Linked DNA regions of Hordeum vulgare: region 2 is linked to region 1. The links are chromatin contacts, called in public Hi-C maps. All regions are on one chromosome and are shown on one strand. Each heading gives the region's core, a stretch centred on a gene start, on an enhancer-like site or on the middle of the called end of the contact. The rest is flanking DNA. Distances are from core to core; before and after follow the strand shown. Region 1 holds the start of LOC123449138 (phosphomevalonate kinase, peroxisomal). Region 2 holds the start of LOC123449142 (receptor-like serine/threonine-protein kinase At2g45590).

The links. A called contact is a pair of places that touch in the nucleus more often than the background predicts.
Region 2: a Hi-C map of seedling shows a contact between it and region 1, with 2.8 times the contacts expected there. The contact joins the promoter of LOC123449142 here to the promoter of LOC123449138 in region 1. A contact is called at or near these places in 3 of 6 Hi-C or Micro-C datasets (leaf and seedling) and 1 of 1 datasets of contacts at active chromatin or transcription factors (embryo).

Annotation. Positions count from the first base shown.
Region 1 is chr4H:497,941,816-497,946,827 of MorexV3_pseudomolecules_assembly, reverse strand. LOC123449138 (phosphomevalonate kinase, peroxisomal) reads right to left here and starts at 3,333. Exons shown (of 10, transcript XM_045126237.1): 1 at 3,200-3,333; 2 at 2,923-3,073; 3 at 2,746-2,843; 4 at 2,513-2,625; 5 at 2,376-2,428; 6 at 1,229-1,618; 7 at 870-971; 8 at 21-248. The coding sequence starts at 3,207.
Region 2 is chr4H:498,927,922-498,933,339 of MorexV3_pseudomolecules_assembly, reverse strand. LOC123449142 (receptor-like serine/threonine-protein kinase At2g45590) reads left to right here and starts at 2,820. Exons shown (of 1, transcript XM_045126244.1): 1 at 2,820-5,082. The coding sequence starts at 2,946. The coding sequence ends at 4,916.

The sequences.
Region 1 (5,012 bases), core at 2,084-4,583:
TGAGAAGTTACCAAGGTTACCTTCATGAATGTGAGACGACTACAGGACAGCACTACGGATTCATAGGCATCCCAATGATCTTCAGAAAGTTTGCTTAAGCTTCTCAATTGGTTCTCCAGCACTGAATTAGCCATTCCCAACTTGCTCCATGTATCTGCAGATTTCTGAGGGTCAGACTTCTGCCACTGTTTCACAGATCCAACCATTGATGGAGTAGATGATCCTCCAGTTCCAGGTTCACCCAGAAGCTAACAACAACCAACACACTATGTTAAAATTCCAAATTCAACTTTATAGAAACAAAATCCCATTAATCGACAAATAGACATAATATCAAACAATAGTATCATACGGAAAAAAGAAATTAGGTAAGCTTTTTGGTTTAAGAATCTTACAAAATAGCATTCCCAGAGTTAAAGAATATTTTTTATCACCTATAGTACATAACTCATGAGGCTAAAACAAGAAATTAGGGCAAATAAACTTAACAAATACAACATGTCATTTTAAGCGAAGGCTAAGCTAGAAAGTAAGTCAAAGTCATGACCCACTAGTGATGATGAAGAATATTTTATATCTGCAAGGTCTCATGAATATTAGCATACTCATTGCTTACAAAGAAGGGAGAGAAGCATGACTCGTGGTGTCCATGCTTACAACAGTATCGTCCACATGTTGTTACTATCATTCTACCAGTTTCAGTCATGGAAACCAAAGGTTAATAAGCATTATAGAGGTGCAACTAACTACTAATCAGACTACATATCCTATATCGTCAGTAGCAGGCCAGTAATTATGACGAGTGGTGACAACCAGTAGAATGGTATAATAACAGTTAGGAAAACCTCGTCATCAATCATCCAACTTACAAGGCACATCAGAGGAGGCAAAGAAAATTGAGTCTTCTCATGATCCCACCTCCGTGTAACAATATCTGCTACTACATCTGGCAAGCAACTCCCGCCTATAACCTGTAAAATATTTTTTAAGATTACTACTGACAAAGTCACTGGGATAGACAACTGTTGGGCACTTGCTGGGATAGACAACTACTCCCTCCGTTCCTAAATATAAGTCTTCGTAGAGATTTTACTATGGACTACATACGGATGTATATCGACATACTTTAGAGTATAAATTCACTAATTTTGCTCCGCATGTAGTCCATAGTGGAATCTCTAAAAAGACTTTACATTTAGGAACGGAGGGAGTATCTGTGAGTTCTTACCTGAGCTGAGGAGAGAATTTCTGGAGAAAACCTTGTATAGCGCTGACTCCCATAGACAGCGGCACTAACATCAAAGCCACTGCCAATTTTCCCTTGTGCTAGACAGTGTGCACTTTGAGCAACAGCATGCACAAAGTCAAAATCTTGTCCAGTTGCAGTGTCACTGGATGATTGACCCGAACACGAAAGGTTAACAGCTCCAAGATAATGAAGAAGAGCAGCGACAACTGATGCAGTCATGGCAGCTGATGACCCAAGTCCAGTTTTTGCCACTTCAGGTTTACATATTTCTCCAGTTCCATTAGCAACTTCTGAGTTAAACGTAATTGAGCAAAATGGAGGCAACGAAAGCAATACCTCTGGAGTTAGAGGCAGACCACGTGCTTCAATCTGAAGAAACAATGAAATCCACAGCTAATTATTTACCAGTGACACAATGCCTTGGGGGAAAACTATGGTTGTATCATTGTATGACTGACAATACATACATAGGTCGAATATGGGACCGATATAACTAATTATATTCGTGTGCAAAAGAATGGCATACAAAAATAAATGAAAGGAAGTAGCAACCTCCTGGATGCCTTGCAGTGGGTTCCTACTTCACATGTGCATCGAATCTTAACTCTTACACATAAAGAAATAAATTGAGCATGAAAAGAAACCAGTGGTAACTTTTCAATATCACGAACTGTTGAAGTAAATAAAAAAAACACGACATCTAGAAACGGAGAAAGAATGTGAGCACTTTATACACATCCTATGTCACACTCGCATGTGAGCATGTCACTGTGTCTGTTTGAAGTTCGCAAGTAATTTCCTCTTTTCTAGGAAGAACCACACTTTCATATTGTAAACTTATAGGCAATACCTGATGGTATAACCAATTCTACACAATTCATTACCTATCCTGATAAGTGAAGTGTAACCGCATGTGACTGAAACAATAATTTGGTCACACAATCACTCAATTCTGGTTATCTTGGATCAATTTATTCGAATCCCTTTAGAGATCTTAGATTTGGTCCTGAATACTATGTTCAAGATTAGATTAGGAAACCCAAAAGGAACAAAGACCATGTAAATCAAATATCTTGTTTTTATTTTATTTTTCGGGCTCAACTGTGATTCAAATAAGAAGCATTACCTGCTTCCTGTATGAATAGAAATCATTGGAACCCAGAATTGTGATGTTCAAACCTGCACAAATAAAGCTCAAAGAGTCAACAACGAAATAATGCTACAGCAGGACCTCGCAAGGTAACTAATGGGAAGTTGCAGGACCTCGCAACAGCAGCTTATCTAGTGCATCTTTCTTCTCCTTGTCAGCAATAGACACTTTGGCAGCAGCTATGGAGAATTGTATCGCCTGCTCCACAAAAGGATTTGCAGACTCCCTGCAACATGAGCACAATCAATAACAGTGCACTGCTGCCAAAAACTGAACTCTAACAACACTAGGGCAAATGAAGAGTGCTACGCGGCGCTTTGGTCCAAGCGAATGAACGGCGACTTGCCTTGCGGACGTCAATTGGAGCGTCGAGTTCTTGATGGATAGCTTGTAGGCGGCCTCTCGAGAGAGCTGAGGGGAGGTCACCTTCACATCCGCCCACGCCTGATACAGCACAAGGGTACAGGATAAGCAGCGATCTGGTGGCGCGGAAATCGGAGGACTGGGGAGAGCTCGGCCTCACCCATGCCCAGGAGCCGGGGCTGAGCTCGTCGTGGATCGGGCGGACGATGGCGTAGAAGCGGGCGGTGGTGCTGAGGACGAGGCCGGGGTTGGGGCGCTCCAGCACCAGGTACCCTCCCGCCACGAGCACCTTCCCCGGCGCCGACGCGACCCTGGAGACACACGACCGAGCGGGGTGAGATGACCGGATCGGGGCCCGACTGCGGAGGCAGGCACGCAGAGAGGCAGATGCAGAGTCCAGCAGAGTAGGCGAAACCTAGCAGTGTCCGAGGACTCACACTTCCATGGCCTTCCCCTTCACTGCGACTGGAGTGGAGTGCGGCGGTCGTGCGGCTCGTTTCTGCCAACGGCGGAGGAACCGAGGACGAGCGGTGGCTGGTGGACGGGGAGTCGCCGCGCGGCGTTCTGCAAAGACTTTCGACGACGACGGCAGTGCGGAGCTGCAATTTGGCCCGGGACGTGCAGTTTGGCCCAGTTCTGCAGATGGGCCTGCCCAGCACGGCACGGCCCGGTCAGGGTTAGACGGGACAGCCAGGTATGACAAGTACACGGCCCGTGCCAGGCCGGCATGCGTGCCAGCCTCCTTGGCCCAGGCACGGCCCCTATGCTTCACGGGCCAGACTGGCGGCACATTTAGGATGTGTTTAGTTTCAGTCATCAAATGAAACGAAATGATGAGGCCTTATACTTCGAAATCAATAATTGAAGAGTATTTTTTTTAAAATCACTTCCATTTTTCTAGGTCGCAACAAGTATCGTATTATATGTATGCCACTTATCATAATCTAAAAGTTTTTTCTTTTTCATAGATCCGTTATTTTAAAACATTTTATCTCTTAAACCTGTGTCCAAATTTCCATCTCTTTCACCGTTGGATTTCTTGTGTCAAGATCTTCAAAACTAGATCCTATATTGTTAGGTTTGACGAACCTTTTTTAAAAAAATCCGGACGAGGAAACTGTGTCTCTGATGAAAGGAAAAAAAATATTTTTTTCGTTTTCGAGAGCACGGTCATGCCTCTCGTGGAATCAAATAAGTGCCTCTCGTGGAATCAAATATGTGCATCTCGCGGAAGCAAAATCGTATCTCTTAAAAAAGGAAAAAACAGAAAACATGTTTTTTCGTTTCCGAAAAGCATGCCGGTGCATCTCGTAAAAGCAAATTCGTACCTATCATGGAAGAAAAATATAGAAAATAGGGCTTTTTCTGTTTTCAAGACACATGTGCCTCTCGCAGAAGCAAATCCATGTCTCTAATGAAAACAAAAACGTGTCTCCCAAGAAAAAAACATGTTTTTCATGCAAAAAAAAATCCAAAAGCTAAAAAAGACCGTTGAAAAACCAAAACACCGAAAAAACCCAAAAAAAACATTTAAAAAGATGAAAACACTTGTGCAAAATTCAAAAAAATGGCAAAATCCGGAGGAAACATCCTAAACACGACACGTGGCGACGGATGAAAACGCGCCAAATGATGACGCCTGAGAGCGATCCTTAGGAAACTCCAAAAGAAACATTTTTCTGATAGTTGCTCCCTCATAGTGCTCTTTAGATAGTTGCTTCCTCATACTTGTTTTCGGTAGTAAAATAGAACGGGAACACAATTTTCCCTCAAAACCTCCAAATCGATGGAATCACGTGGAACTGCTCACTTTCATGTCTGAGTGGCGAAACGCTAGCGTCTCTTCCTTTGTCGGTCTGCATCGCCAGGGTAGACCGAAGAGGAGCAGGTCTGGCTGGCCAACGGTTGTCGGGCGACGGCGAGGGGCTACTACCGTACTACGGCAGGCAACCAGTGGTGGTAGTAACGACTCAAGAAACTAGGTGCCACGACGGCGGAAGGAAGTGAGCTCGCCTCAAGCAGCACGGGATGGGAAAGCACACGGGGCATGGCTGGTTCTTGCCATGTGTCTATGCTAGAACACACTTCTCACTAGGCAGCTCGGTGCTTTCCTCTCCCTAAGCAAGCAAAAGATTGTTTTTATTCCTTCATTGTGGGATAAAAGAAGCACATGTGATGCAATGCTAGCTATGCTAGAGGCCCAATTTTTGGATCCATACATTCAATTTATGCATGATGTTTACGCGGTGA
Region 2 (5,418 bases), core at 1,571-4,070, 990 kb before region 1:
GCAGCCAGATTGCCAGCGTAGGCAAAGGCGTGGGCATTGATCCGGCCTTCTGGCGAGAGGAGTAGGGAGTATAACTCCCCGAGACTGATCAGTTGATCAGTGATGGTGCGTGTGGAGATCGTAGAAATGAACCTGTTGTACTCGGGGTTCATGCATCAATCCCTGAAGGATGTGTGATACAACATCATCCTCGTCGAGTGGTTTGCCGATGGCAGCGAGTTCATCAGCAAGGCCCTTCATCTTGGTGAAGTAGGCAGCGGCAGAAAGATCTCCTTTCCTGGTGTTGGCGATCTGTGAGCGGAGCTGGATGACTCGTGCTCTTGATTGCGACGCGAAGCTCTGGAGTATCTCCTTCCATGCTTCAGCAGCAGTTTCGCAGTTGCTAACCTGCATCAGGACGTCGCGGGAGAGGGATGCCAGTAGGAAGGTGAGTACCTGCTGGTCTTGCGTAACCCAGACGGCATGCTCGGGGTTGGGGGTGGCGACGGTTTCCTTCTTGCCGACGATCTCTTTCTCCAAGATGATCTCGGCGGTGGGTTCCTTGTGTGATCCATCGAGATACCTTAGCATGCCTGCGGCACGGATGTGCGGCAGTACCTGGGCTCTCCACACAAGGAAGTTCTCCCTCGACAGCTTCTCTGTGATGGTGTGGCCAAGGGAAGCAATGGAGGGGGTGGCCATGGCGACATCATAAGATGAGGAAGACATGGCGGCTGGCTAGATGCGATGGAAGAGCTAGGCTTTGTATACCATGTGAAAAGCGTAGATTAAGCGTATGCTGCGAGCAGGGACGCGTTCACGTTAATATAGACGGGCACAAGCGCCAGGGATTACAAGGTTTGTTAGGCTTAGGATTGATCTCCAAGTAACCAAAGGATCTTATCTCTAAGCCTAACAAATTACAAGAGTTAGATACGGTTTATATACAATACCGTATCGCAACTATATACAACGTTTAACAGTCTCCAGCACCGGGGTCGGGTTTCGAGAGATGTGTCCACCTTGTTCGAGGTTCGTTGTTTGCAGCCTCGCAGACACCTGTTGTAGCTCCCGCCATGGCTAAAACGAGCGAACAAAGACGATGGTCGCGTGTTACGGGAGGGGCTTCACGCAGTAGCGGGTGGACGACACGCAGGCGCAGGGGAGGTCACCCATGGTTGATCAATAGGAGCGGAGAAGTTTGACACGGCGAGAAAAGAAAAGGAAGAAAGTGAGGAAGAAGCAAACGTGCGAAAATGATACTTACAAAAAGGGCAGTGCTCTGCGCCGGCACACGGGCCGAAACTTTCGGCCGGCCGCGCGCGGGCCGCACGATCCACCAACCCCGCGCGTCCGCATCGTTGGATCTCCATGCAATATTTTTCCCCCGATGCAGCAAAAGTTCGATCCGATGCAACAATTTTTTCAACGGTTGCAACAAAAAACAAAATTTGTAGCAAAAAAAAAATATCTATGTGATCGTAGCAAAAAAAAGGAAGCTGATGATGCGTGATAGCAAAAGTCAAATGCCGGTTGTAACAAATATTTACATGACGTGTATGCAACTTTTTTAGTGAACGATTGCAGCAAAAAATGATGCCGGTTGTAGCAAAAATTAACACAGTTGTAGCAAAAGTAAAAAACATCGATTGTAACGAAAAAATCGACGAACTGGAGTTGCAACCAAACGTATATGCAGTTTTTTTACTGGACAAAATGTAGCAAATAAAAACGCTTGCAGCAAATATGACGCTGGTTGCAACATTTTAAACGGAAAAATGTTGCATGTCCAGTTAGCGCTCAGCGTTTACCTTAAAAGAACGTGGCTCGGCGCATCTTGTATAAGAGCAAGTACAATAGTATAGCCAGATGTTGGCTATAAGCCATTGCCATGTCACATCTATAGCCCATTTTATAGCCAACATGTACAATAGTTCATTGCAAAAGTGTATTACTTCTTCATTATATGGTCCATCTTTGATACTCACAAAATGTATAGGAGCACGTGGTAGAGCTGGGTCTTAGCTAAGAGTCCGCTTACCTTCTCTCTCTTCTTCTCTTTCCTCTAACTAAACAAAAATATATTAATTTATTTCTTATAGCCAGCTGACTAAGCTTTATTGTACTTGCTCTAAGAGCAAGTACAATAGTAGAGCCGGTTGCCGGCTGTAAGCTCATGCCATGTCACCTATAGCCCATCTTATAGCTAACATGTACAATAGTTGGTTAGAAGAGTGTACTACTTATTTATTATATGCCCACCTTTCATTCTCACAAAGTGCCTAGGAGCACGTGTTAGAGCTGACTCTTAGCTAAGAGCCCGCTTACCTTCTCTCTCCTCTTCTCTCTCCTTCAACTAAGCAAAAATATACTACTTTATTTCTTATAGCCAGCTGACTCAGCTCTATTGTACTTGCTCTAAACGGTTCCATGACCTTTTTGCCTTGTTTTCGTGCGGAGAAGAAATGCCGTCAACACCAGACCCCCTCCGACCTACGGAATACGGCTCCTGTGCTCGCGAGCTCGGAGCTGTACAATAAAGGCGAAAAGAAAGCACGATGATTTCTTTCTTTCTTTCCGAGACGGTTGGCAGTTGCTACAGCTGCTAACCAGCGCAGCAAATCGCGTTCGCTCTTGACCTCATCCCGTGGCCTACGTTGACCACTTTGGTCTTTAAATTCCTTCTCGACTGCCTACGAAGACGCATGCGTCGCTCCAACGAATCCGGTTCTCGCCTCGTCACTGCCCGTGGGCCACGGGCGTCCCCCGAGCCCCACCTGGCAGGCAGAGGCATCGGATCCTCCCTCCCTCCCTCCGCACGCACACCGCGCAGGCCGAGGTTCAGATGAGGATTAGGTGGATGCTCGCTCGCTCGCTCGCATCTGAGGAATGGCGAAAAGCCAAATCACTTTTCGGCTCATCACTGCCCCCCTGCTGCTCCGCTTGTCTTTTCCCCTCCGCTGCTGATGCCCTCGCGCCAGCCCCCGCCGCCCGATGCCTCCCCACCCCCCGCCGCCGCAGCCGCGGCCGTCGTTGATGAGCTCCGATCTCGCGGCGGCCACCAGCTCCCAGTCTCCGCAGTCGCCTCCGCCGCCGCGGCAGCGCTTCTCCTGGCGGCCTTCGCCCTCTTCGTCTGGCTGCGGCGCGGGAGGAAGAAGCGGTCCGCTGCGGCGACGGCCGCCGCGACGCAGCCCGCGCCCGCCCTGCTGCGGAGGCTGTCGTACCAGCAGCTGCGGCGCGCCACGGGCAGCTTCGCGGCCGGGAGCAAGCTTGGGCAGGGCGGATTCGGTCCCGTCTTCCGCGGCGCGCTGCCCAGGTCGGGCCAGCCCGTGGCCGTCAAGGTCATGAACGCCGCGGGGTCCCTCCAGGGCGAGCGCGAGTTCCACAACGAGCTCTCCCTCGCCTCCCACCTCGTCGGCTCCGGCCACGGCTCCACGCCCTCCATCCTCCTGCCCTTCGCCTACTCGCTCTCCGCGCACCCCTGCCGCCGCCGGATGATGCTCGTCTACGACCTCATGCCCAACGGGTCGCTGCAGGACGCGCTGCTGGGGAAGAGGTGCCCCGAGCTGGTGTCCCAGTGGCCGCGCCGGCTCGCCGTCGCCCGCGACGTGGCCGCCGCGCTCCATTACCTCCATTTCGTTGTGCATCCGCCGGTCATCCATGGGGACGTCAAGCCTAGCAATGTGTTGCTGGATAGCGAGCTCCGCGCCCGCCTCTCAGATTTCGGCCTCGCACGGATCAAGTCTGAAGAAGAAGATGAGTTAGATAGTGGCGTGCTTGGGGACAATGCGGTTGGAAATGGGAATCCAGGTGGTGGATGCCATGATGATGTGTCAGTGGCCGGCGAGAGCATGACTGCTATTGTAGTGAATGGGGAAGACGGTGCCACCAAGTCTCCGGAGGATGATGAGGGGTTCACTGCTGCCTCGCATGCAGAGGCGGCATCAACTTCCGGATGTGATAAAACCAGTGTTGGTAGTGGATTTAATGGTCGAACCTGCAATGGTGGAGCATCAGGAGCTAGGAGTGACTGGTGGTGGCGTCAAGATAATGCTGCCGGCAGTGGTGGTGGCGGTGTTAAGGATTATGTGATGGAATGGATTAGGTCGGAGATCAAGAAGGAGAGACCGAAGAGCGATTGGATTGCGGGAGCGTCTACAACCACCCCTACCACCTCAGCAGAAAAGAAGAAGCCAAAGCGTAGGGCACGGGAGTGGTGGCGTGAGGAGTATGCCGATGAACTCACCAAGAAGCAAAAACGGCGGGCACTTGCTAAGTCAAAGAGCGATGCTGGCGTGATGACTGGCATGCAGTGGTGGGAGAAGGATTGTGATTTAGAGGAGAAGGGACGTTCAAGGTGGACGATGATGAAAAGCTGGAGTCGGAGGAGTGGCAACGGCAATGGCACCATTGATTGGTGGGCTGATGGTGTAAGGAGTAGCAGGGATTGGGCTAGTACAGAATTTGTGCCTAAGAGTGGTGGAGCAGTGAGCAGCACACCAAGCATGCGTGGCACAGTCTGTTATGTGGCTCCTGAGTACGGTGGCGGAGGGCCTCTGTCGGAGAAATGCGATATGTACAGCTTCGGTGTCTTGTTGTTAGTTCTTATTTCTGGACGCCGCCCACTCCAAATGACGGCCTCACCCATGTCTGAGTTTGAGAAGGCGAGTCTGATTTCGTGGGCGAGGCATCTCGCCCATGTTGGCCGCTTGCTTGATCTTGTAGATTCTGCGCTCCTGGATGTTAACCGTGACCAGGCGCTGCTATGCATCACTGTCGCACTCCTGTGTATCCAGAGGTCGCCAACCCGTCGCCCATCAAGCGAGGAGGTGCTTGAAATGCTCTCTGGTGAGGGTGAACCACCACATCTCCCAGTAGAGTTCTCACCGTCACCTCCTGGTGGGTTCCCTTTGAGATCCCGCAGGAAAGGCCGGTGAGTTTAGTTTGTTGGTTAGATGCAGAAGGTAGTGTTAGTTATATTCTTATGTTTGTTTCTTCTTGTACACCACCCTGATTTGTCTATTTAATTTATTGGGATCTTGTGTAGGAAAAACAGTGGCAGTTTCAATTCAACGTTGATAAGAACATCAATTCCCAGTCTAACCATTTAATTGACTAATTCCCAGTCGCAATTTCTGTTCAAGTTTAAGACGAACCGTCTCCATTAATCACATACACAATCGTAGTTTTTCTTTAGCGATAGGATTATTGGAATACAATGCATGATACCAGCAAGACCACTGAATATTGTGGATTGGGGAGTTCTCTCTTGTGCTGGTAGACTGGGAAGCATCTTGCTTTTTGGACATGCTTTGGATGAAAGTATTCTGCTGTGGCTTGAGAGCAAACTGGCGTGCCCCACTTTTGTGATGGGTTCAAGCTTTCTATGTTCGAAGATCCCTTTCATTTCTTTTTGTACTGAGATGGCAGCATAACCTT